Linked DNA regions of Mus musculus: region 1 is linked to region 2. Evidence: chromatin contacts called from public Hi-C data. All regions are on one chromosome and are shown on one strand. Each heading gives the region's core, a stretch centred on a gene start, on an enhancer-like site or on the middle of the called end of the contact. The rest is flanking DNA. Distances are from core to core; before and after follow the strand shown. Region 1 has its middle 11 kb from the start of Gp6. Region 2 has its middle 19 kb from the start of Oscar.

Evidence for each region. A called contact is a pair of places that touch in the nucleus more often than the background predicts.
Region 1: a Hi-C map of bone marrow-derived macrophages shows a contact between it and region 2, with 11 read pairs. The contact joins two enhancer-like sites. A contact is called at or near these places in 4 of 39 promoter capture datasets (cranial neural crest, liver and pre-B cells), 1 of 484 Hi-C or Micro-C datasets (bone marrow-derived macrophages), 1 of 115 datasets of contacts at active chromatin or transcription factors (embryonic stem cells) and 1 of 9 other capture datasets (macrophages).

Annotation. Positions count from the first base shown.
Region 1 is chr7:4,405,801-4,411,985 of GRCm38.p6, forward strand. No RefSeq gene overlaps it. Among named protein-coding and RNA genes, the nearest start is that of Gp6, 11 kb to the left of the region's middle. Within about 2 kb of position 4,256, at least 10 of the 459 cell types and tissues checked have an H3K27ac peak or open chromatin away from gene starts, as enhancers often do. A contact at or near this core is called in bone marrow-derived macrophages, where this site is marked.
Region 2 is chr7:3,594,381-3,600,353 of GRCm38.p6, forward strand. No RefSeq gene overlaps it. Among named protein-coding and RNA genes, the nearest start is that of Oscar, 19 kb to the right of the region's middle. Within about 2 kb of position 3,546, at least 7 of the 459 cell types and tissues checked have an H3K27ac peak or open chromatin away from gene starts, as enhancers often do. A contact at or near this core is called in bone marrow-derived macrophages, where this site is marked.

The DNA.
Region 1 (6,185 bases), core at 3,006-5,505, 810 kb after region 2:
TCTGACAGGTACACAAGTGAGTACATGAGCAAATCACAAGGAATCACAGTTTGCTGAGTGATGTCTGTGAGCTCCAGAGTTTCTTCGTGGTTAACAAGCTTCTCCACACTTGAGTTCATTGGATCCCCAAGCTGATGGTTTGAGTTGAAGAGCATGAGAAGCTTCATTCATCATTCATGACACCCCCCTCTGCTGAAGAAATACCTGCATGCCTCATTGCTAGTTCTGGCTCTCCTCTTGGGATAATCTGTGTGTGGCATATACACAGGTCTGTGTAGACGTGTGGTGAAGAGTATTGGAGGGAAGTGAATGCATGTTCTCTTGGCATAGCTGGGCATAAGTCACCTCCTTTGAGTCTTCTGCTGCAGATGCCTGTCATCGGGAGACACCTAGGTAGGATTCTAGGAACGAAGGACAGAAAGGTAGGGAAAGCTCACCTGTGTGTGCACCTGGCTGCAGTTCTCAGGCTGAATGCATTCCAACTCATCATCTGGAAGGAAAGGTGAGAGAGTAGGCCTCTTTCACATGAGCCTTTAAGCTATATAGCTGTGTATTTTATGTTTCATAAATGACCAACAGAATCCTAGGGAAAGACAGCAACATGACGCAGCAGAGTGGCACCTCCCACCTCTTCTGTTCGTCTTTGAAGGTCTAAGTCCCCCAAGCATCCCTTTCCTCAGAGAGATGTACTCCACCTTACATTTACTGTTTTCTTCGATGTCCATGACTGGGCTGGAGCTGAGTAAAAAGAAGTTGAAAAGTTAAGTTATCCCTAAGAAATGACATATAAGTAGAATTTTTAGGAGTTAAGAATGTCCATTGAGCAGTAGGGGCCCTGGCTTCAATCTCCAGTACTCAGACAATAGTCTTAGATGGAGATGCAGAGGTGTATTTATTGGAAGAGTCAAATTTTCGTACCTCTTATATTTCACTTGGCTCGTGATCTCATCACTGCTGGTCTCTACAGAAAGACAACGATCAGCCTTAGAACCCACCAACCCCCATACACCACTCCCAGACTAATCCTTTCCCCATCCCGGAACATACTACATTTGGCCCAATGGTGCAGAGGCAGAGGAGGAAGAGGAGGAGAAGGAGGAGGAGGAAGCAGACAGCAGCAACTGTGACCCAAATCACAATGGGAGACCCAGATGGACCTGCAATGAGAAAACAGAGGTAGTCTGTTATTAAAGGTCGGTTACATTAGTTTACTCATTCAATCAGAGAATTATTGAGTGCTTACCTTATAGCAAACACAGAACTAGGTATTTAGGAAACTATAGGGAACCTACCTAACAAAACAATATGTGATTGATCATAGAGGTAGTGGCTATGATAAGTCTTATAAAATAGAGTCTTACTATGTAGCCCCAGGTGACTTCAACCCTGAGACCTTCCTGACTTCAGCTGCCTTCAGCTGGTATCATAAGCATAGCATACACCAGCATACCTAACTGATGAGAGAAATTAAATACAATACCAAAGTTCATTTGGGGAGGTGGTTCATAAAGGATAACACGCAGCCCTCTAGTGTTAGAGAAGAACTTCTTCCAGATAGTCTGGGAAGAGCATACACTAATCTTGACTGAGAGCCCGAGTGAACCACCTGCAGAAAAGACAATCACGAGACAACAGGCAAAGGGCTTTACAATAAAAATTGGAAGTCAAACATGAAATATGACATTCAGAAATTGAAAAATGTTACAATCTACAAAGACATTTCTAAATTAAATAACAGCCTACAAAGTGATGGGCAAACAGTGTCTAATATATTATATTTTGTTTGTTTTCTTTTTGTTTGTTTTAATAAAAGGGATGGAGCTTCGTAGCTAATCCTGGCAAACTCTAAGTCAACATAGCAAGGTCTTGCACATTTGTGTGCACTTCTATCGCACTAGTCACAGCAGATAGGAAATTTACACAGGGCAGCTTAGATGCACATAAATTAGACAATGTAGTATGTAGGCAGAATGGAACTTTATACATTTGGAGAGAAAAATGAAGTCATGACGCCCATAAGAAAATGGAAATCATTATATTACACCAAGTAAGCCAGACTCAGGGAGATAATACCACATGTTTTCACTCATGCAAGAAACTTACATTTAAAACTATGTGAGTGGGGCTGGTGAGATGGCTCAGTGGTTAAGAGCACCGACTGCTCTTCCAAAGGTCCTGAGTTCAAATCCCAGCAACTACATGGTGGCTCACAACCACCTGTAATAAGATCTGCCCCCCTCTTCTGGTGTGTCTGAAGTAAGCTACAGTGCACTTATGTATAACAATAAATAAATCTTTGGGCTGGAGCAAGCAGCAACTGAGCAAACAGAGTTGACCAGAGATGACAGGAGCAAGCAGAGCCAACCAAAGCAAGCAGGGGTCCTAAAAATTCAATTCCCGAGAAATGATCCATTCTTATCTCCTTGTACAAAGCTCAAGTCTAAGTAGATCAAAGAACTCCACATAAAACCAGAGACACTGAAACTTATAGTGGAGAAAGTGGGGGAAAGCCTTGAAGATATGGCCATAGGGGAAAAATTCCTGAACAAAAGAGCAATGGCTTGTGCTGTAAGATCGAGAATCAACAAATGGGAGCTCATAAAATTGCAACGCTTCTGTAAGGCAAAAGACACTGTCAATAAGACAAAAAGGCCACCAACAGATTGGTAAAGGATTTTTACCAATCCTAAATCTAATAGGGGAATAATACCTAATATATACAAAGAGCTCAAGAAGCTGGACTCCAGAAATTCAAATAAATTCAATTAAAAATGGGGTACAGAGCTAAACAAAGAATTCTCAACTGAGGAATACCAAAGGGCTGAAAAGCACCTGAAAAAAAGTTCAACATCCTTAATCATTAGGGAAATGCAAATCAAAACAACCTTGAGATTCCACCTCACACCAGTCAGAATGGCTAAGATCAAAAATTCAGGTGACAGCAGATACTGGCGAGGATGTGGAGAAAGAGGAACACTCCTCCATTGCTGGTGGAATTGCAAGCTTGTACAACCACTCTGGAAATCAGTCTGGTGGCTTCTCAGAAAATTGGACATAGTACTACCAGAAGATCCAGCAATACCTCTCCTGGACATATACCCAGAAGATGTTCCAACTTGTAATAAGGACACATGCTCCACTATGTTCATAGCAGCCTTATTTATATTAGCCAGAAGCTGGAAAGAACTCAGATGTCCCTCAACAGAGGAATGGATACAGAAAATGTGGTACATTTACACAATGGAGTACTACTCAGCTATGAAAGACAATGAATTTGTGAAATTTTGGAGCAAATGGGTGTATCTGGAGGATATCATCCTTAGTGAGGTAATCCAATCACAAAAAGTCACTAGATATGTATTCACTGATAAGTGGATATTAGCCCAGAAACTTAGAATACCCAAGATACAATTTGCAAAACACAAGAAAATCAAGAAAGAAGACCAATGTGTGGATACTTCATTCCTCCTTAGAATAGGGAACAAAATACCCATGGAAGGAGTTACAGAGACAAAGTTTGGAGCTAAGATGAAAGAATGGACCATCCAGAGACTACCCCACCTGGGGATCCATCCCATAATCAGCAACCAAACCCAGACACTATTGCATATACCAGCAAGATTTTGCTGAAAGGGCCCTGATATAGCTGTCTCGTGTGAGACTATGCCAGTGCCTGGCAAATACAGAAGTGGATGCTCACAGTCATCTATAGGATGGAACACAGGGCCCCCAAATGAGAAGCTAGAGAAAGTACCCAAGGAGCTGAAGGGGTCTGCAACCCTATAGGTGGAACAACAATATGAACTAACCAGTGCCCCCGGAGCTCTTGACTCTAGCTGCATATGTAGCAGAAGATGGCCTACTCGGCCATCATTGGGAAGAGAGGCCCCTAGGTCTTGCAAACTTTATATGCCCCAGTACAGGGGAATGCCAGGGCCAAGAAGTGGGAGTGGGTGGGTAGGGGAGCAGGGCAGTGGGAGAGTGTAGGGAACTTTTGGGATAGCATTTGAAATGTAAATAAAGAGAGTATCTAATTAATAAAAAAAAGAAAAGAAAAAAATTCAATTCCCAACAACCACATGAAGGCTCACAACCATCTGTGCAGCTACAATGTACTCATATACATAAAATAAAATAAATAAATCTTTAAAACTATGAGAGTTTGTATATTGAAACTAAAAATGGTGGCCATAAGGAAAGAGAAGTTAAGATATGTAGGAAACTGAAAGTGTAATGAAATTCTGTAACAGGAAAGCAGCAGTGGGGACTATTTTGGGGGAGAAAAAAGAAGAAGTAATGGCCTGTTTCTTCCTCCCAGTCCCATGTTCCCAGAAAAAAGACTCACACTCAAATATATTTACAAATACCTTGGCCATATAGCTGGGCTCTTCTCTGACTAGAAATAACTAAAGATAACCCCATTTATTCTAGCCTACATTCTGCCATGTGGCTGGTTACCTGTGCTCAAGTACCATGCATCCCTCATATCACATCTCCCCAGCCTACTTCTTTCCTTTCATCTCCTAAGTGACTCTCCAAATTCCTCTACCTGCTGGCTTATGACCTTCCCCCTCAGTCCATCTCATATCTCCAATGTCTCCCTGGGTCTCTCTTGAATCTCTCATTTATACTTACTATTTTCTAGAACCTTCTCTCTTCCTGCCAGTGTCCTACCTCCTATTTCCTGCCTCAGGTCATTGGCCATCAGCTTTTTTATTGACAGGTGATGTTTATAAGAGATTCTCTTTGCACAATAATAACACTTATTTTCTCAAACTCACAGAGATCTGAGTACTGGAATAAAAGATATGTCTGCCTGTGACAATACCTGACCTAAAATTTTAATGTAAACATGAACTAAACAGTCAGGAGTGTCGTATACCTTTAATCTCAGCACTTGAGAGACAGAGGTAGGCAGTCTCTCAAGGTTCTATACCTTGATTTCAAGGCCACCACAGTCTACAGAGCAAGTTCCAGGATGGGTAAACAGAGAAACCAGTCTCCAACAGCCAAAACAAAATTATTTGTTTAAAAAGAAAGCTTTATTTTCTGAAACTAGCACAAACTCTTTCAAAGTTTCTATCACCATTGGCTAGTGCTGTACTTGTCACACACAATTCAGAAGGAATGTTGCTGGGGGTTAGCAGTAAACAAGTGGTACAGCATCATTCAGAATGCATCTCACAGGGTTCCCGGATTCCACCAAGACTGGTCTGCACAGGTGAGAGTGTGGACTGCAGAGGCTAACAGCTTCTGGGACAGGCGGAACCCACAGAGCTTCTGGGGCAGACCGTGTTTCGGGCTCCAGACACCCGAGCACCTTCCCTCCCAGAGGAGAGGTGTCCGCCCCAGCCCGGGAGGGCTTTGCCACAGCATCTGGGGGAGACATCTTGGTTCCGGGATCCTGCCGAGACAACTCTGCGCAGGTGAGAGTGTGGACTAGAGAAGCTACACAAATTCTGGGACAAGCCCTGTTTTGGGCCTTCATCTTCTGCCAGGAGGCAGGTCCAAATGCCAGATATCTGTCCACCTTCCCTGCAAGAGGAGAGCTTGCCTGCAGAGAGTGCTCTAACCACTGAAACTCAGGAGAGAGCTAGTCTTCCAGGTCTGCTGATAGAGGCTAACAGAATCAAGAGAGGAACAAGCTCTAACCAGAGACAACTATAACAACTAACTCCAGAGATTACCAGATGGTGAAAAGTAAATGTAAGAATCTTACTAACAGAAACCAAGACCACTCACCATCATCAGAACCCAGCACTCCAACCTCAGCCAGACCTGGATACCCCAACACACCTGAAAAGCTAGACCCGGATTTAAAAGCATATCTCATGATGATGGTAGAGGACATCAAGAAGGACTTCAATAACTCACTTAAAGAAATACAGGAGAACACTGCTAAACAGTTACAAGTCCTTAAAGAAAAACAGGAAAACACATCCAAACAGGTGATGGAAATGAACAAAACCATACTAGACCTAAAAAGGGAAGTAGACACAATAAAGAAAACCCAAAGTGAGGCAACACTGAAAATAGAAACCCTGGGAAAAAAATCTGAAACCATAGATGCGAGCATCAGCAAAAGAATACAAGAGATGGAAGAGAGAATCTCAGGTGCAGAAGATTCCATAGAGAACATCGGCACAACAATCAAAGATAATGCAAAATGCAAAAAGATCCTAACG
Region 2 (5,973 bases), core at 2,296-4,795:
CAATTCCCAGCAACCACATGGTGGTTTACAATCATCTGTAATGAGATCTGATGCCCTCTTCTGGTGTGTCTGAAGACAGCGACAGTGTACTTATGTATAATAATAGAGAACAGGGACTGAGTGAGAGGGGCCGACTCCAATGAGCAGAAGTCCTAAAATTCTATTCCCAACAACCATATAAAGGCTCACAACCATCTGTACAGCTACAGTGTACTCATATACATAAAATAAATAAATCTTTTAAAAAAAAGAGAGAGATTTTATTTCTTTATCTACAGCCCTCTCCTCCTTTCTCCTCCCCTGCCATCTTCCTCTGCTCCCCTCTTCTTTCACCCTTCCTCTCCTTAGTTGGAAAACAGAGGGTGAGATAGCCTGTCGTGGGAAATTTAAAAAAATAATAAAGGGAATGTAGAACCTGCACGTCTGCGTGCTTGTGCCTCTAGAGGCCCCCAGTGGTCTGGCCAGCCATGCACTGGTGGGCAATGGCCGACCTGTTTTTATCTCATGGAGACTCTGACTCAGAACTCCACAATCTCTCCACCCAGATCTCTAGGTTCTCACTGGCAGGTCATTACCATGCCAACCCCGTGCCTCAAATCTCCCACCTCCTTTGTGGTGCACATCTAGCAAACCCAGGCTTTGCTGTTGTACCTTTCTCTCCTGAAACCAGATGAGCCACCATGTGAAGGAAAATGCAACACAAACTTAGTTCAGAAACAATAGTAACTCAATCTCTGGGCACAACCCCGAAAACCTAACCTTGTAAGCCTTATTAAAATCTGATTCCTCCTGTGGTGAACTCTTGTGGCTCTGCCATAATATCTGGAAACTCTAGCAGCTACATTTTAGGCATTTGCTATCCCCGTTCCAAAACGGGGTTAATTCTCTCCTGCTACCTGCTACCTCTCTTCCTCCCTCCAACCCAGAAGTCCCGCCTACTCACCCAGTGATTGGCTCCTTTATTCATTAGGTGATTGGTTCATAAGAACAGCACCAGGCCGGTCCACAACACTTGCCCCTTTCTGTTCTAAAAAAAAAAAACCGCCGGGCAGTGGTGGCGCAAGCCTTTAATCCTAGAACTTGAGAGACGAGGCAGGCGTATTTCTGAGTTGGAGGCCAGTCTGGTCTACAGAGTGACTTCCAGGCAGGACAGCCAGGGCTACACAGAGAAACCCTGTCTCGAGGGGAAAAAAAAAAAAAAAAAAAGCCAGGCTGGCAAGATGTTTCAGCGGGTAGGAGCACTTGACTGCTCTTCTGAAGGTCCTGAGTTCAAATCCCAGTAACCACATGGTGGCTCACATCCACCCATAATGAGATCTGATGCTCTCTTCTGGCATGTCTGAAGACAGCTGCAGTGATAATAATAAATAAATCTTTAAAAACAAAAAAAAAACCCTTTCTCTCAAATATAAACAGAACACAACTATTACCATTTTATAATCTATAGAGTATAAGATTGTTCATCATTTATGAAATTAAGATAGAACATTGTCATCTATCTTAAGTTAAAAGACTTATGGTTCTACCCTGACTTATGTCCTGGCTTTAGATAGTATACCATCTGAAAATCATCCTCTCAAATCTATTCTTTCAAAGTAAATAGCCTGGGTTGGCTATGAGACTATTAATTAATTTTTCAACCCCATCAGAAATCTGAGAATGACCAACATTAACTGAAAATAAATAAGAAGCCTAACACTGCTTCCAGAACTGAGACAAATTGTAGAGACAGCTGCCTACCTATACAGCCCCCGTAAGTCAGGAAGTTGGAGCATGTCTTGAGCCTTCTGGCCCAGGCTCATCTATCTGACAGACCTTAGAGATACAGGAATACTAAGGACTAGCCTATTCTGTCTCAGCAGAACTAAGCTGTCCTAACCTGTAAATTGTGTCCTTTCAAGAACAGTACAGGTCTGCAGGAGAGATTGGCAATTTTCTACCCAGTGGCAACCTAGCCACAAATGTAGGGCCTCACTTGAAGAAAAGATGCTCAGCTGCTTCTTTGAATCCATGAATGGGAAGCTGTTAGGAGCAGATTTGTCTCAACAAGTGAATAAATGGCATTAACTGTCACATTCTGTGGATTTGTGACATTTTTGAAAACCAACTATCCCTGTAAGTAATCTGGACTGTTCTCCATTAACCGCTCTCAGCTATTTCTAATTACAGTCTCTGAAACACCCTAACAATAAAGTCAGAGCCATGAATTTGCTATTTGGTCCTTAACTCACAGGCTTAATCATCTTAGATCAATTTATAATAACAGTTATAGAACGACTGGGTCTAAGCCCTATACTTTTAAATTTTTTGTATCAATACAAGAAATTTATACCAGCCAGGCGTGGTGGTGCACGCCTTTAATCCCAGCACTCGGGAGGCAGAGGCAGGCAGATTTCTGAGTTCGAGGCCAGCCTGGTCTACAGAGTGAGTTCCAGGACAGCCAGGGCTACACAGAGAAACCCTGTCTTGGGAAAAAAAAAAAAAAAAAAACCTTGATTTTGCATCAAAATAAATTCTGTATCAAAATAAGAAATTATGACATCAACTTAGTAACAAGTAAAAATATTTCTACAAAATGAGATTACAGCTATGCAATCAATTCTAGCTATTCCTCCCTGTTCCAACTATGACCATTTCAACATTCCCTAGAAAGACAGCCTATGATAAGCCCCTCCAGTCCCAAAGGCCAGGGAACTGGAGCAACGACTCTTCATAACGTTTTCAAGCTGAATATGGGCATTGAGATATTTTTAAGGGGAGGGGGGAGGAAGGGTAGGGAAAATAGGATTGGTTAGCCTTAAGAAGGCCACACCAATGATTGATTTAGCCTCTGATGTCTGTGTCTTGATTGGATCTGGCTGAAAGTCCAAGATATCTGGAGACCCACCAAGGCTATATATTCTGTAATATGCAAATCTCAAAACAATTTTTTGGTATCATCAAGATAACCTTTTGTTTGATTCTCTGGAATCTAGTTCCTCAGGGAGTCTCCCTCTATCATATCAGAAGATCAGTCAGGTGCTCTTATACACTGAGCCATCTCACCAGCCCAGCATCCTTTAATCCCAGCACTCAGGAGGCAGAAGCAGGTAGATTTCTCTGAGTTGGAGAACAGTCTTTTGTAAGTTCCAAGACAGCTAGGGTTATACACAGAGAAATCCTGTCTCAAAAAACCACCATCACCACCACCACCACCAAGAACAACAACAAACAATACTACAACAAACATACACAAACACACATACACAAATACAGAGCCCAATGTATACAGCCCACTTTGTTGACCTCACTGTCAAGGTGCTATATCTAGATGGCATTTTTTTTAAAGATTTATTTATTATTATATCTAAGTACACTGTAGCTGTCTTCAGATGCACCAGAAGAGGGCATCAGATCTCATTATGGGTGGTTGTGAGCCACCATGTGGTTGCTGGAATTTGAACTCAGGACCTTTGGAAGAGCAGTCAGTGCTCTTAACCACTGAGCCATCTCACCAGCCCCTAGATGGCATTTCTACATTCTTGCAGCTCCAGTGTACAATAAATCAGAAACAGGAAGCATGGGATGGTCTTGTGACAGCCTTGTGGGGGATAGGAAAGGCAAGGAACACTGTTTCTCTAACCACAGTAACTCAGGCACTAAATGTACAACATTTATCTCTCCAGATCAGGAGAGACTCCAGTTCTCTGTAGGCACTGACTTAAGTGTCCAAAAATTAGACTTGGTTCTGACACTAACTCTCTGGACTCGATGCAGACCCACCAGTTGGGGTCACTGTCCCCCAAGCCTATATCTAGTGTCAGTTACAAGTGGTGGATCTCCCAGTTACCCACATGTCAGGAAGTTGGTTTTTTTTTTTTTGTTTGTTTGTTTTTTGTTTTTTTGTTTTTGGTTTTTCAAGACAGGGTTTCTCTGTATAGCCCTGGCTGTCCTGGAACTCACTTTGTAGATCAGGCTGGCCTCGAACTCAGAAATCCGTCTGCCTCTGCCTCCGAGTGCTGAGATTAAAGGCGTGTGCTACCACGCCCGGCTTCCCACATGTCTTAGTTAGGGTTTTGCTGCTGTGAACAGACACCATGACCAAGGCAAGTCTTATAAAAAACAACATTTAATTGGGGCTGGCTTACAGGTTCAGAGGTTCAGTCCATTATCATCAAGGTGGGAGTATGGCAGCATCCAGGCTGTCATGGCGCAGGCAGAGCTGAGAGTTCTATGTCTTCATCCAAAGTCTGCTAGTGGACGACTGACTTCCAGGCAACTGGGGTGAGAGTCTTAAGCCCTCACCCACAGTGACACGCCTATTCCAACCAGGCCACACCTCCAGATGGTGCCACTCCCTGGTCCAAGAATATACAAACCATCACACCACACTTCTGCCTGACCCCTTGTCATCTTAGGGTTAGGGTTAGGAGACCTCAGGAAAACACTCTCCTTACTATTATAGTTTAGTAGAGAAAATAAACTCTGGGATTCTTCAGGAATAGTAAGGTGATGAGGTGGGGTTGGGGGTTGCGTGGGGTGGGGGAGGGCAACAATGACTAAAATGCATTAAATACAAGTACTTCTGTGGTGGTTTGAATATGCTTGGAATTAGATGTGACCTTGTTGGAGGAAGTGTGTCCCTGTGGGAGTGGGCTTTGGAGGACTCTTATGCTTAGGCTCCGCCCGTTGCAGAAGAAAGTTTCTTCCTAGCTGCCTGAGGATGCCAAGTCTCTCCTGGTTGCCCTCTGATCAAGATGCAGAGCTCTCAGCTTCTTCTCCAGCAACCATGTCAGACTGCACACTGCCATGCTTGCTGCTATGATGATAATGAACTAAACCTCCCAAACTGTAAGCCAGCCCCAATTAAATGTTTGCCTTTATAAGAGTTGTCTTGATCATGGTGTCTCTTCATAGCAATGGAAACCCCAACGAAGACAATAACATTGCCAGAGTCAAGAATAAATAAATAAATAAATAAATATATAAATAAGGATAAGTCAGCCTGGTGGTTCATGCCTGTAAATACCAGCTACTCAGAGGTTAGGGCAGAAACATGGCATATTCAAGGCTCACTCATGGTACAAACTGAATTCAGTGCCAGCCCAAAAATATTTAGGGAAACCCTGTCTCAAAATTAAAAAAAAAAAAATGTTTAAAATGGCTGAGGATGCAATTCAGAAGTAGAATATTTGCCTAGTATAAGACTCTAGGTTCTGGAACTGGTGAGATGGATCACAGGTAAAGGCACGTGACAGCCTAATGGTGAGATGGATCACAGGTAAAGGCACGTGACAGCAAGCCTAATGACTTAAGTCTGATGCCTAAACCCACATGGTGGAAGGAAAGAACCAGCTTTCACATGTGCTCCCCCACACATACACATGCATGCACATAAATACATACATACATACATACATACATAAATAAATCTGGTTTTTTTAACCCCTGGGACCTGGGGCTGGAGGCATGCCTCAGTGGTTAAAAGTCCTAATTGCTCTTGCAGATCATGAGAGTTCAGTTCCCAGCACACATTTGGATGGCTCACAACCATCTCTAACTCTAGCTCCAGGGGAACCCAATGCCTCTGGCGTCCCAGGGCACCTGTATTCACCTGTATTCACACCCATAACCCATTATCCCCATACACATACCATAATGCAAAAATACATTTTAAAATATTTTTGTTTTATTTATTTATTTTGCTTTTTTTTTTTTTTTCGAGACAGGGTTTCTCTGTGTAGCCCTGGCTGTTCTGGAACTCACTCTGTAGACCAGGTTGGCCTCGAACTTAGAGATCTGCCTGCCTCTGCCTCCCAAGTGCTGAGATTAAAGGCGTGCACCACCACTGTCTGGCTACCCTTTCTAGAGCAAGAAGGAAGCCAGCCATCTACAAAGTAAGAATAGCCCTTGACAGAACCACATGATGCCAGACAGATACCCAGACCTTGGACTATGATGCATAGGGCAGACTGAGATGGATGCACAAATGCA